Linked DNA regions of Mus musculus: all the other regions are linked to region 1. Evidence: chromatin contacts called from public ChIA-PET, HiChIP or PLAC-seq and promoter capture Hi-C data. All regions are on one chromosome and are shown on one strand. Each heading gives the region's core, a stretch centred on a gene start, on an enhancer-like site or on the middle of the called end of the contact. The rest is flanking DNA. Distances are from core to core; before and after follow the strand shown.

The links. Promoter capture Hi-C pulls out the DNA fragments that hold promoters and counts their contacts. ChIA-PET counts read pairs in DNA pulled down with a chosen protein or histone mark. HiChIP or PLAC-seq counts read pairs in DNA pulled down with a chosen protein or histone mark.
Region 2: a contact with region 1 is called in an RNA polymerase II ChIA-PET map of memory CD8 T cells, with 16 read pairs. The contact joins the promoter of Taok2 here to the promoter of E430018J23Rik in region 1. A contact is called at or near these places in 1 of 39 promoter capture datasets (neural stem cells), 2 of 115 datasets of contacts at active chromatin or transcription factors (memory CD8 T cells and microglia) and 1 of 9 other capture datasets (liver).
Region 3: an H3K27ac HiChIP or PLAC-seq map of embryonic stem cells shows a contact between it and region 1, with 8 read pairs. The contact joins the enhancer-like site here to the promoter of E430018J23Rik in region 1. A contact is called at or near these places in 1 of 39 promoter capture datasets (erythroid cells), 3 of 115 datasets of contacts at active chromatin or transcription factors (bone marrow-derived macrophages and embryonic stem cells) and 2 of 9 other capture datasets (adipose tissue and liver).
Region 4: a FOXA1 HiChIP or PLAC-seq map of pancreatic cancer cells shows a contact between it and region 1. The contact joins the promoter of Hsd3b7 here to the promoter of E430018J23Rik in region 1. A contact is called at or near these places in 2 of 115 datasets of contacts at active chromatin or transcription factors (microglia and pancreatic cancer cells).
Region 5: a contact with region 1 is called in a promoter capture Hi-C map of cranial neural crest. The contact joins the promoter of Stx1b here to the promoter of E430018J23Rik in region 1. A contact is called at or near these places in 1 of 39 promoter capture datasets (cranial neural crest) and 1 of 115 datasets of contacts at active chromatin or transcription factors (bone marrow-derived macrophages).

What each region holds. Positions count from the first base shown.
Region 1 is chr7:127,392,235-127,394,934 of GRCm38.p6, reverse strand. It overlaps E430018J23Rik (RIKEN cDNA E430018J23 gene), which reads left to right and starts at 1,314. Exons shown (of 3, transcript NM_198011.2): 1 at 1,314-1,682; 2 at 1,821-1,934; 3 at 2,420-2,700. The coding sequence starts at 1,499. It also overlaps a transcript of Zfp764 not described here.
Region 2 is chr7:126,883,555-126,886,254 of GRCm38.p6, reverse strand. Taok2 (TAO kinase 2) reads left to right here and starts at 1,288. Exons shown (of 16, transcript NM_001163775.2): 1 at 1,288-2,349. It overlaps Tmem219 (transmembrane protein 219), which reads left to right. Exons shown (of 6, transcript NM_026827.1): 6 at 1-36.
Region 3 is chr7:127,664,904-127,667,603 of GRCm38.p6, reverse strand. It overlaps a transcript of Bcl7c not described here. Among named protein-coding and RNA genes, the nearest start is that of Gm39090, 25 kb to the left of the region's middle. Within about 2 kb of position 1,328, at least 18 of the 459 cell types and tissues checked have an H3K27ac peak or open chromatin away from gene starts, as enhancers often do. A contact at or near this core is called in embryonic stem cells and liver, where this site is marked.
Region 4 is chr7:127,799,211-127,801,910 of GRCm38.p6, reverse strand. It overlaps Hsd3b7 (hydroxy-delta-5-steroid dehydrogenase, 3 beta- and steroid delta-isomerase 7), which reads right to left and starts at 1,302. Exons shown (of 7, transcript NM_133943.2): 1 at 1,197-1,302; 2 at 665-836; 3 at 295-450; 4 at 1-77. The coding sequence starts at 830. It overlaps Setd1a (SET domain containing 1A), which reads right to left. Exons shown (of 19, transcript NM_178029.3): 18 at 2,683-2,700; 19 at 1,789-2,605. The coding sequence ends at 2,432.
Region 5 is chr7:127,823,190-127,825,889 of GRCm38.p6, reverse strand. It overlaps Stx1b (syntaxin 1B), which reads left to right and starts at 1,359. Exons shown (of 10, transcript NM_024414.2): 1 at 1,359-1,630. The coding sequence starts at 1,601.

The DNA of each region.
Region 1 (2,700 bases), core at 65-2,564:
TGGGATTAAAGGCGTGTGCCACCACTGCCCAGCCAAGATTCCTTTCATAGGTAGGTATTTTATATTAAAATAGCAATGAACCAGACTGAAAACCTGGATGTATATGACCGTGAGTAGGGCCTCATTCCTCTCTTGGATATTTCATGGGAATCTCACAATCTTCCCAGAAACTTTAATTCCTTCCTGGAAGTGAAGGGGAAAAAAAATCCAGATGGGCAGATGTAGAGTTTTAGAAGATTAGGTCGTGAATGTTCCGAGTGTCCTGGCTGATCAAAGACCAGCTCTATGATCTCAGACATGTGTCAAGGACAGTATTTCTCAACTACTTTGAGATGTGTAGACCAAGCTGGTGGAAACAACCTCTGAGACTGCTATACTTTCTAGCTTATTAATATTCTTCCTGCCACAGGCTTTCTGGGGCTCCACAATACACTGACCAGAAGAAAAACACCAAACACCTGTTAATTCCTGAGTCCAGCCATTGCTGGACCTCCATCTTGCTGACAGGGTTCAGGATCCCAGGCTGGAACTAACAACTATCCTGTGACTTTAGGTGTTTCATGTTTGTTATCCAGTAAAGGCTGTAAAGAGGGATGTTGCTGTTATTTGCTGTCTAAACTAAGGCACACAAGTCATAAATGTGCAGATTGCCCACTCCATTGTTCCCTTATCATTCTAAATTCCAGACCAGTCCAGGATGCGACCTGGCTGCAAAAGCTAAATCAAGGAACCTGAAACAAAGTGACGCTGATGAGGTCCAGTCACCAAAGTTAACTTCCTTGCTTAACCCATTGTGTGAAAGACTGACTAACGCAACAGTGCACCCAAGTCCCCCTTGCTTTGTGTTTTCATCCTATGAAAACGTTATATAAGCTCTGTTCCGGGATGCTGTTCAGCTCCCAAATTGGCCACTACATACGCGTGCACAGAAATAAAGCTTTCATTTTTAAACTTCTATCTCTGAAATGAGTTTTCTCAGATTCTACCCCAACCCAAAATTCACAGACTGCTTCCACCTAGCTTAACTTGAGAGTGGTGTGAACACACAGAATCTGTACCATTCCTCAACTGCACGATACTCGCGGTCCTGGAGTCCCCGCCCACATAGGCACGTCCACTTCAGTCTTGGTCTTAGATTGGCACTTGTAGACACTTTGGCCATTTTGGATGAGGGCTAGAAAACAATGACCCAGGAAATCCGGTGACGTAACCTTGGGCGGGACCCCAGGGATCAAGGTTCTTGTTACTCCCCGCCCCGCCCCGCCCCGCCCCGCCCCCACACGTTTATGCACAAATACTGCTACCATTTCTATGAGTTCATCACCACGTCTTGCATCTGTACCTGCTTCTAGGAATCTTCAATTTTCACCTACATTAGGGTGCTCACGGACCTGATATATGTCCTTTCTCAGCCCTGGTACCCCACCGCGGCAACCTAGGATCTGGCAGGCGATCCAGGGGACGCCAGGCAGATCACGGAACAGTGCGGGGAGTCCCCATGGCGCCGCGGATGGCCCCGGAAAGGGCCTCCGCTTGGCCTGCATTCCTTAAGCCTGGGACTGTGAGCTTCGCGGACGTGGCCGTGTACTTCTCCCCGGAGGAGTGGAGGTGTCTGCGGCCGGCGCAGAGAACCCTGTACCGAGAGGTGATGCGCGAGACCTATGGTCTCCTGGCCTCTCTGGGTGAGAACCTTCCTGGCCGCCTGGGTTCGCGTAGCCCTTGACACTGTGGGTCATGCGGTGGATCGGAGTTCCCTGGGTACGGGTGGTCGTAACAAGTGGGTCGACCTGACTCGTGGGGTTTGCTATCTTTCCCTCCAGAAGTCGGGGGCGACAAACCAGCGCTCATCTGCTGGGTGGAGGAAGAGTCCGAAGTGTGGGGACCCGGTGCCCAGGAGCCAGAGGTGGCCATGTGCAGGACAGAAGTCCACTCAGGTGAAGGACTGGGTACTTGCCTGGGGAAACTTCTGTGTTGCCAGCCTGTGTGGTGTCTTCTAGTGACTGCACTTACTGCCTGGCAGTTTCTTCCCTGTTTTTCTGTTTCTTGGCCAAAGCCATGATGGCTGGCCCCTGGATTCATCTGAAAAGGGTTCTGTCCAGTGCTCTCACCTCATATCTACAGGGTCACTAGGCTGTATAGGTTGTAGCCCCTCGTTCCCACTCCTCTGCTGCCATCTCTGTGACTGCGTTCTGGAGTCTCCTTCAGTTCTTGCTGTCCACCTCTGACAAGTGCTTAGCTCACTGCACTTGGGAATGGGGACCACACAGACACCTTTCTTTATGCTGCATCTGGACATCTGTGCACCACGCATGCTCAGATGCTGTGGCCTCTCCCCTCCTGTGCCCTGTTTCCATGTGGGGCTGTGGGAATCGAGGGGCAGTAGAGTCAGAGTCTGAGCTTTGTCATGGTCTCCCAGCAGATTGCAGGCACGAGAAGGAAGGGAAGAGACCAAGGGAAGAGACCAAGGCAACCAAGAAGATACTTTCTCCAGAAGCTGGGCCTATGGAGCCACGCCCCTCCTTTGCTTCCCCTTCTTGCAACTTGGAGCTGCTTTTCAAGAACTCTCAGCAGGGGCACCCCACTGTTGCGGTGCACAACCCTATCCTAAAAGCAGACCAGCGTCATGGGTGCCATGTGTGTGGGAAGAGTTTTGCCCACCAGTCCAAACTGGTGGAGCACCTGTACACTCACACAGGTGAA
Region 2 (2,700 bases), core at 39-2,538, 510 kb after region 1:
AACTAGACTGTGGGAAAATAAATGGCTTTTGACTACTATTGTGTAAGGTACTTACTGGGGATTGGATTAAAGTAAATACTGGGGACTTTTCCTTGTTGACGTAAAAGAATTTTTTTGTTTTGTTTTTCGAGACAGTTTCTCTATGTATCCCTGGCTGTTCTGGAACTTACTTTGCAGACCAAGCTGGCCTAGAACTCAGAGATCCTCCTGCCTTTGCCTCCTAAGTGCTGGGATGAAAGGCACATGCCACCACTCCATGGGGGCTTTTCTTTCTTATTGGGTGTGCTCATGCCATGGCCCGTGCATGGGGGTCCCAGAGCAGTTGTGCTCTCTTCCTCAACCCTTGCATGGGTTCAGGGGATAGAACACAGGTTACCAGCCTTTTCTCAGCAAGCACATACTTAGTCATTTTGCTCCTGTCCAATTTTGTGGCACTGTGGGTTGAATGTAGAGCCTCGCCTACACTAGGCAGGCAAGCACTCTACCACTGAACAGGCTCCCCAGCCTTGTTTTGTCACGTCTCACTATAGAGCCCTAGCTGGCTTCAAATTCAGAGATCTGCCTGCCTCTACCTCTCAAGTTGCTGGGATGAAAAGCCTGGGCCCCCTGGCCTGGAACTCAAAATCTTTGGATGTCACCCTCTCTAGTTTCCTGATGATTAGCGTCTTGTTACCCTTGTTGACCTTAGTTTGAAATACAAGTTGGCATAGGTCACTTAAAACTGTGGCCGTGTTGGTGGATTTGCTTTGGAAAATATTTGTGGTTTTTTGTTCTTTGTTTGTTTGTGTGTCTGTTTGTTTTTTGTTTTTGATACTGGAACTCCATTAGGTTACATACCCTGCAGAACTGGTATCCTCCTGCCTCAGCCTCAGCTTGCTGAGTGCTGGAATTGTAAGCATTAATCTAGCACTATATACTCTTTAGACACACTGTGAACACAACTGTGCTACTTTGTCATTTGTTTTCTTCCATGAACTTAAATTGATGTTCTGTGTATGAAATGCTTAATGCGTTTTGGCAAGTTATACAATCCTACTGGACCTCAATTTTCCAGTAGGGATTTGACCCATTGGGTTTTCCGAACTTTGGCACATCGTTCTCGCACTTGGGAGCTCAGGTTTAGTTTAGATACTTGTGAACATAATAATGGTCCGGTTTCCCGCCTTTCCGGCGCCCAGCTGCCAGCAGCCTTGCTTTACTCCTTTCAGCCTTTACCCTGCACGCAGGCGCAGACCACAGCTTTCCTTCCTAGAGCACCCCCTCAGAGCTTCCCCTAGCAACAGGCTCAGTCGCAGCGCGAAAGCGTGGCGGGCGCATGCGCCACAGCTCTCTCCACCAGCAGTCCTTGGACCGCGCGCTTGGGCTCCACCCCAAGCAAGCCAAGCCTTTCTCCTCTCCTCTTCCCACCAAGGATCCGCGTGGCGGGGCGCGCGCGCACTTGGGCTCGAAGGCAGCTTGTCGTCTGGGCCGCGGCGGCTACTGGCGAGGGGCGGGGCTATTTCCTTTGGGGCCCCACCCCTTTGGCCCGGCGTGCATACCGCGCCTGCGCGCTCCCGCCCGGTCTCCATCTTGGAATTGGGAGGAAGAGAGAGAGGGAGAGAGAGGGAGGCCGGGACGAGAGCAGGGCTGTGGTGCGGTGAGAAGCTGAGACGAAAAGGAAAGGGAGTGAGGCACAGGGACCATCAGCAGCGCCTCCGCTACAGTCCTTCAGCTGTTCCGGAGAGAGAGGACGGGAAAGGGAGTAGGCCAGGGCTGGAGTAGGGGCTGTCACTCTCGGACCCCAGCCTTAGAGGGGCCGTGCAGCCGGGCGTCCTCGGGGTGGGCCCCTTGTCGTGGCCGAAGACCTGGGGCTCAGGCCCCTGGGTCCCAAATTTTGGGGCTTGGTCCCTTGTTTCTCAGATACCCAGGTATCAAACCCTCGTATATCAGATATCTGGGACCCAAAGTCCCAACCTTTACAAACCTGGGTCTCTGTTTTATAGAATTTAAAATACCTGGGATTCAGGACCCTGTGTGCACCAATATCCGGGGTTCATCCTCCAAGCGATCAGATATCGGACTCATTTTTAGCCCTTGCAAATATACGGGGCTCAGACCCCACAATCGGAAATCCGGGATTCAGCAACTGTCGCCCTCGAGTTGGGGGAGGACTGGACCGCGAGGTCAGATCAGGTTGTCACCCCCTCCCCTCCAGGGGAGGCTTCCCGGGCCCGCCCCTCAGGAAGGGCGAAAGCTGAGGAAGAGGTGGCGAGGGGGAAGGTCTCCTTGCCCCTCTCCCTGCTTGTCAGAGCAACTGGAGTACCCCAGGCGGAAGCGGAGGCGCTGGGGCACCATAGTGACCCCTACCAGGTGAGAGACATGGGTGTATGGGCATGAGCCCCTCTGGTCAGCTCCATGCCGAGAAGCTGGGGCTGGGTAGGCCCTCTCCTCAGGATAGGGATTCCTGTTGGGCCCATGGTCAGTCTCTGGCCAGCCCAGTCTGCTTCTGTTGCTACCTCTTCTCCCTTTCTCTTGCCTTCATTGTGTCTGGTTGAAGGGGTACTCTCAGGTGACAGGGCCTGTCTTGTCACCAAGGGTCACGCCCTAGGATGCTTAGCCAATCAAATGGCTTTCCACCTTTCTAGTCTTTATTAATTTTGCCCTCACAACCACCTCTTCATGATTTTATTATACTCTTTTTTTTTTTTTTTCCCCAAGACT
Region 3 (2,700 bases), core at 79-2,578, 270 kb before region 1:
CTTCAGCTCTCTAACCAGGCTGTGCTTCAACTTCCCGCTTCTGTCAGAACACAGAAATAGATTTATTTGGTAAATTGTTTGCCTGGCACGTTTGATGGCTCACATGAATGCCTTGGCGGGGAGGGGATGTTCTCGAGATGGCTGAGCCATTTAAGGTGCCTGTCACCAGACTTGACAGCCTGAGTTCTATCCCGGGGATCCACGTGGTGGGACAAGAGCACTGTGTATCATTGTGTTCTGGTTTCCACGAGTGAGCCTCCACTCCCCTCCATGCACACAAAGCAAATCAATGCCTTCTTTTGGGGTTCATCTGCTCGTTGCTTTAGTTTTGAGACAGTGTCTCACTCTGTAGCTTTAGCTGTCCTGGAGTAAACTAGACCCTTGAGCTCACAGAGATCCATTTGCTTCTACCTCTCAAGTGCACACACACAAACAGGCGTGCACACAAAAACACAGAAGAGCTGTTTGCAGTATTCACCCCCCGCCTTCTGTCACGGACTTCTGTGGTCTTTTCCATCTTGTAGAGCAACTATCCAGATTTCCTTTTCTCCCTGCAGGATTCCGGCGTGAGACTCACCAGGAGAGCCCTTCAAGAGAAAGGCCTGAAAACCGAGCCCCTCAGGAGGCTTCTCCCCAGGAGAGGCCTCCGGACAAATTCTCGGCCAACTTCCACGGTTCCGGAACCCAGAGCTCCCGGAAGTGGGAGCAAGGCCCAGAGGGCACCCAGGACGATACCACAAGGGAAGGGGAGGTGAGCGGGTTCCACCACACAAGGGGAGGCCCTTAGGTCTTCCTTAGCTGCCTCAAGATCCAGTCATTTACCCACACCGTTTAAGGGTGGAGAGGGCTTTGGAGCTGGGCACCCGCAGCCAGCAATGGAGGTCGGCAGCCAGCTCTCTGCTTGTCCCTGTCCCTAAATTATGGATCCATCCTGCTTGCTGTGGGTCCAAAACTACTGGGCCAGAGCAGGTCCCAGACAGGGAATGTCTGGGGACATCTCTAGGTGATGCCTAGAAGCAACTTGAATACACAAAATGGTGGATCCTATGCCAACTTGGTCACCTCCTCACACACTTAGGGCAGCCATCCACCAAAGGGCCAGGCATGGCCCCTGGAGGTGACCTTCGACCTTTGGAACTACAGTATCTACACTGGTGAGGGGCCCTACCAGCAAGACTTGAGCAGCGAGCAACCCCTGAAGCACTGGGCAAAAGGTAATGCCACAGCTTGTGAATGGTGTGAAGATTCAATTGCCCGTGTGTAGAGACACCACTCCAGCAAGCACCTGGCAGCCTCACCCGCTTCCACGAGCCTATGGACTCTGGGCCTGCTAATTAACCCTTGGCTCCAGAAGACATGTGCCAACCAGGGTGCCAACCTTGCCTCAGGTCAATCGAGGGGTGCACATGGCCCAGTGACCTTTCAGACCAGGCCACAGCCTCCTGCCCCAGGAATGGATGGAGACATGTGGTCCAGCACTGCCAAATCTACCTGGAAACTACCCACTTTGAGAAACTCATGGCAGATGAGCCATCTGAGTGATTCCAAGGGCTTTCATCAACCTCTTGCCTCCGACTTGACAACTCACTTGGCCAGGAGGTAGTGTCTCCTGTACCACAGAGAGCTAACTGTACTACATATTGCAACTTGTGGGACTTATTTAATGCAGCACTCCTGTCATAGATCCTGTTACTTTCACATTTTACAGATATAGAAAACAAGCAACCAGGAGGTTAAAGAGCTTGCCCCAAGTCACACAGCCTGTCTGTGGCAGAGCCAGCATTCACATCCAGTCTACCCACCTGACTCCACAGTCCCTGCTAGTGTACCACTTTTTGTGCTGGGCATGCAGGTGGGCTGCAGCTGTGAGCTTTGTTGAGGCGTTCATTGAAGGAACATCCATTTTTCTCAGTGGCAAATTACAAAGGACTTTTAATTTTAACTTTCTTCTGCCTGACCTACCTTCCTTCCTTCCTTCCTTCCTTCCTTCCTTCCTTCCTTCCTTCCTTCCTTCCTTCCTTCCTTTCTTCCTCTGCTGGCCATGAACCCACTAGACCAGGCCAGTCTTGAACTCACAGAGGTCTGTCTATCTCTGCCTCTCCAGTGCTGGGATTAAAGGTGAGCGACACCATACCCAGCTTAGGCCTTCTTTGTTTGTTTGTTTGTTGTTTTTTGAGTAATAAGGTAAGCAGATGTTCTGTGTCCATAACTGAGATGACATGGACATTGAGTGGTAAGGGACTTGAGCTCAGCCCCTGGGTCCCTCAGATTCCTCTCTGGAGTGCCATTGATACAGGAAGCATCATCTAGGCCCAGCTCCTGATTGGCGACTTCCCAGAAGCCATGGGCTGTCATGCCAAGTGACTGGGGAACTTCAAGTAACAAACATTTATTAATTAGACTTCTGAACTACCAATGGGGCAGAAGTTTTCACGTTTCAAACACAGATACTAGTTTTCAAGATTCAGAAATGAAACATAGGAATTCTGGGGAGGTCCAGAAAGTCCTACTTTGTATTTTTCATAACTCTCTGTATCTTAAAAGCTAAGAAACTCACAGTTCATCGTAGTTTAAAAGAGCTGCAAGCCTTAAATATTCAAAAGGTAGAAACTGCCAGTGTGTGTCACTGGGTAGTAGTTGAATAACAAAATGTTTACGGATCCAATTAGATTCATGGTACTCCAGAGTCATGAGTTGAAA
Region 4 (2,700 bases), core at 53-2,552, 410 kb before region 1:
CACCACTTCCATGCTGCTCGTGTAGACCAGGTACTGAGTGCCAGTCTGCACACAAGCATCAATCACATTCTGTGTGCCTATGGAGGAAAGGGACAGACGCAAGCTGTGTCTTCCCGCCTCTCACTCCTTCTGCCCCCCCCCCCCCCCCAGTGTCCAAGGAGAACCGCATCAGGTCAGGACAGGGTTCGACAGCAGTAAATGGACAAGGTTATCAAAAAGGACAGGCCCTCCCATAAAAATCACTGGTCAGAGGCAGGCCACACACTAGGGGCCAACAGGTAGGTAGCAGCTCACCCTGCACGTTGACTTTGTGGATGGTCTTTGGACTGGCCTTCCCAAACACATCCACCAACCCAGCTGTATGGATGACCACATGTGATCCAGACATGGCTGCTGCCACCTCATGGGCCTGAGTCACATCCCCCTGGATGGCAGTCACCTGCACAGGCCCTGGTGGAGACCCGAGGCAGTGTCAGAGCTGGGGCCTTAGCCAGCTGCTGAGTTTGGCCTGTCCACACCCTGGAAGCCACATGAACCAATGACTCACCCGGCCCCTCTGTCTGGTGGAGAACAAACAGGAATCATCTTTTCCATAAGCTGAGGTATCCCAGTCTGGGAAGGGATGGGGCCTCCCTACCTCCTGCTACTGCCCCACTCCAGTCACCTGCTTTCAGCTCCTCCAGCCAAGAACTCAGGTGCAGGTCAAAGACACGCAGCTCCCGGAGCCTGGGCTCCCGTTCCAGCAGCATCCGAACAATATGTTCCCCCAGGAAGCCGCAGCCACCTGTGACCAGGTATACCAGTGTTGGCACCTGTGCAGAGTCTGCCATGCCCAGCTGTGGGAAGAGAATTTAGCTCACTAGAATTGCCTGGTAGCACCTGCTCCAACCATGTGTTCTTCATAGAAGGGATCATTAGGTGGGAGCAGTGTGGGTGGAGAGGCTGAGTAGCAGGGGTGGGTTGCAGTTTTCTGTGCCTGTAGCACTAAGGCTCCCTGCCCTCTGACCCTAACTGCTGAGTCACTAGAATTGGATGCAGAATGGGAGGGATTGAGGCGGGTGGGGGGAAAAAAAAAAAAAAAAAAAAAGACTAGATTACTAAAGGACAGGCAGAGAAAGCAAGGAGTTGAATAGGGAGGTTGGAAGGGCGCAGGCTAAAAGGCAGGCCAGCTGGGCCTCAGTATCAGCTCTGCCTACCTGTAGTAAGTCCCAGGGCGCACAAACTGGCCACTGGAGGAGGTTGTGTCCTGGACTGGTGGACCAGCTAGATGTACATAGGCTTCCTTCCTTCCGCTCGCTCCTCCCTCCTGACCCATTCCAGGAAGGAGACCAGCCTAGCCTCCACCCCTAGGGGCGGGCAAGGGGGTTTGGAGGGAATTTTCTTGCCAGAGTGCCCCCTGGTGGCCAGTCCACTCTTCAGTGGCAGGCAAAGGACAGAACCTGCCCATTTGGTAGTGTATTTCAGGATAATAGGGTAGGGAAGGGATGCCCCCATCACTGATATGTTTGTCCCTCCTGCTGGGTCTCCCAGTAGGCTGAAGGCCCAGCACCAGCTATGGTTCTGGGAGGGAGAGCAGGGTAAACCTGATCTTGACATAATTCTGGCTAGCATCCATAGTGAGACAGATCTGGCATGTTTGTTGTATCTAGGTGGTTGGTCCAAAGCAGCACTGCGGTCTGCAGGTTGATTCACCCCAAACTCAAAGCCACCCATTCCCCCTCTCTCCTGCTTCACCCACTGTGGCAACTTGCATCCCAGTCTGCTCTTCCCAAAGATACTGACCAAGCATTTTTGTACAATAAAGTTTAATCACAATTATAAAAATGTGGTGTTGGGTTTCACTATTAACATTATGTACAATCCAGCCCAACAAGAAGGGCCTGCCCCCCACCATCCTGGCCCACTGAGCCAGAGCCCTGAGACACCAGGGTGGGAGGGTGACCCACAGGGTCTGGCAGGAACAGATGAGGCAGGGTTCCAGGCACAGAGTTCCCAGGACTAGGGGCCAAAGGCCCCCCCAGGGGGAGAACATGGCCACTGCCCCAGAGACCCCTAAACTGGGGCGGGGTGCACATAGGGCAGAAGGGGAAGTCCCCATTAACATGAAGCAAAGGGCTATGCAGCCCCCAAGAATAGCATCTATACAGGCTGGTACCCCAGGTTTCCACAGGAAACAGCTGCTGGCAGCTACAAAACATTTACAGCTTCTTCTTCGCAAAGAAAAAAAAATTAAGAGGGTGTTTGGGCATGGGGCATAGGGGAGGCAGCAGATGCCTCAAAGGACTGAGGCTCCCTTGTTGGCCTCAGTGCTCCCTATCCCACGTGAAGGTGGGGGCAGTGGGCCCTGCTGAGCCCAATAAGGCTGGGGTGCTGGGAGCTTAGGGCACCAAGGGGGAATAAATAGGGGTGAGGGCACCGGTCCTGCCCCACCTCAGTTGAGGGAGCCACGGCAACTTTCAGTGCCGCACAGACACGGAATCTTGTTGTCTTCTAGTGGGAACTTGTAGTCGTAGGTGATCTCCTCATCCACGCCGATGGGCTGCTTCGAGTAGATGACAATCTTTTTCTGAGACTCAATGGTGATCACCTTCGCATAGCAGTTGGGCTGCAGGAGGTGGGAGTGTAAGCCACAGCCCCACCTCACCCCTGCCCAGCCCAGCCCCGGCCCAGCCCTGAGCGCACCGTGCAGCAGTGGTTGAT
Region 5 (2,700 bases), core at 110-2,609, 430 kb before region 1:
CTCAGCACTTGGGAGGCAGAGGGAGGTGGATTTCTGAGTTCGAGGTCAGCCAGGGCTATACAGAGAAACCCTGTCTCGAAAAAACAAACAACACAAACAAACAAAAACTACAAGTAAGGTGGGGAATGACAGAAGCCACCCAACACTGACCTTTGACCTACATGTGTGCACATGTACAAGTGAGCACACCTACATACACGTGTACGTAAAGTCAGAGGGATTAAAAAGGAAGAAGATAACTTAGCTCCCAGGAGCCCTGACTGAGGGTCACAGATCAGAGGAAGAACTGGAGGGAGGGGGGAGGCAGAACTCAGAGGTTAAGGGCGTGGGACGTGGGGGGCGGGGGCAGGCGAGGTGAGGAGACAAGAAGAGAGTCTTGTCTTGGCTGTAGGAACTGTTGAAGGTCACAGACGGTAGGCCCTGCCTGCCATGACACAGATGAATGGTGTCTTAAGGTAGTTACTGGGTATTTGGCAAAAGCAGGGTGGAAGCCCACCCAACTGGGAGTCCAAACCCCACTGCCATGAGAAGAAGAACTGAAGTAATATTTAAGGATAGGATGGAAGGAGGGAGAGCAGAGGGTGGCAGGCTCTCTGGACCTTCTGCAGCACCAGATTCAAGATTCTACACCCCCACCACCACCAAAGATTCTACTCCCAGCAGACATCTTCCTTCCTTCTGCATCCCCATCCTCACCCCAACCCCCGGCTTGGGGGATGGAACCCAGGGCCTTGCAGGCAAGCATATACCACTGAGATTCACTCTAGGCCAAGATAAATATCATTTTTAACACAGTCATCCAAAATCCCAGACCAAAAGTCTCAGCAGGTAGTGACCACTCTGTTCTTGGGGGTTGACAAGCTGAGATCCACCAGTGCCAGGGCACTCTCAGGTAGGGTGACAAAGGATGTACAGAACAAGCCCCATGTCCTTCTCAGCAAGCAATAGCCACATACAGGGTCAGGTTTGTTATTTCTAATGCCCAAAAGACTCTTCCGCAGAGCCGAAGGGACAGGATAAAAGGAAGTCCTGCGTAGGCTCACAGACACTCCGCTCCTCTCAGGTTAGTCCCTTAGTTCATTGCCTTAGACCTTCTCTGACGGTCCACCCCAACTGCAGTTTACCCAGCATCTCTATCCCTGCCTCTGCATCTCTCCGAGCTTCTTGGGCTCCCCCCTCCCAACTTCTGGGCCTCCCCAGTGCCCCTCCCTTGGGTGCCCCTCCCCGGACTACAACCCCCAGGCGCCCCCAGCCCGGGGCGCTGCGCATGCCCCCTGCTCCCCGCCCCCTCCGCTCCCCCTCCCTCCCTTCCTCCTCACCTCCCTCCGCCCCCCTCCCCCGCGCCTCGGCTCCCGCATCCCTCCATCCAACCCTGTGCCGCAGCCGCATCGCCACCGCAGCCTAGGCAGAGCCCAGTCGGCCCAGGCCCCTGTCTCTGCCTGGCCTTAGCTCCCCGCCCCCCCGCCGCGCACCTTATCCGCACATCCCTCGGAGGTCTAGCCCGGTGCCCCCAGACCCCGGCCTCCAGGACAGAGGCAAGAGGCAGAGAGCAGCAGCGGAGGCGGGAGGACGAAGAAGGGGAGGAGGAGCCCGTCGCAGGATGAAGGATCGGACTCAGGAGCTGCGGAGTGTGAGCTAAGGGGTGGGAGAGGTGGGGAGGCGGGACCCTGTATTTGGGGAGCGCTTGGGGGATGGAGTGGGGGAGGTTCTGAGACATGGGGAGCAAATGATGAGACTAGAGGTTGGAAGCCAGGAGCCCTCACATCTCCTGGCACCTGGTATCTCCAGTGAACCTGCAATTGGAGGACAGTGGCTGGAAGGAGTTGGAGGCCATTAAGACACAAGGGGGCAGGAGAGGTCTCAGGGGCCTGGGCAGCCCAAATGCCCGGGAGGACCCTAGAATCTAACCTGGGGGTGGGAGAAAGTGAATGTCAAGAGAGGATTGGGGGACACCATCATCCCCTAGAGCAGGCTTGTCAAATTAGGCGGATGGAGGGGGTGGTTGCTGGCCAGGCCGGGTCCAGGAGGACCCAGATTTGGGATGCTATGGAGGACACAGGTTGGAACTAGATGCCAGCACCTGGCAGTGAATGAAGTGTGTGGTGGTACTGGTGGTGGTGGTGGTGGTGGTGGTGGTGGTGGTGTGTGTGTGTGTGTGTGTGTGTGTGTGTCCACGCGCACGCGCACTGGTATGTTGCTCCGTGGGGAGAGGGCACTGCTCAGAGGGGGAGTGTGTGTGTGTGTGTGTGTGTGTGTGTGTGTGACTGAGTTCCCCTGGGCCAGAGCCTCAGCTTAGGTGACCCCAAAGGTGAGAGAGGAGAGAAAGATCCATCCACCAGGTCACAGAATTGGGTTGTGTGACATAGGCCACACAGTGCTTGGGGGAACTGGAGCATGGGAGCAGCCAGGGGCAGGCTGCTGGAAGCCAGGGGCCAGGCTCCAGGCGGTTGGCCAGCAGAGCTGGAGGAGGAAAGGTGGGGGGCTGCAGGGGAGGCTGCTCTTTGGAGGGACTGTGCTCGCCTGCTGAGAATGGTTTTGGGCAGGGAGGGTGCCGAGACATTTTAAGAATGACATGAGCCCAAGGAGCTTGAGGTTCCAGTTTGCTGTGTGACAGTGGCCTCTGGATTGGGATATGTCAGAATTCCAAGGGATTGTTACTCTACGTGACAGATTGGGAAACTGAGGTTCAGGGATGGGAAG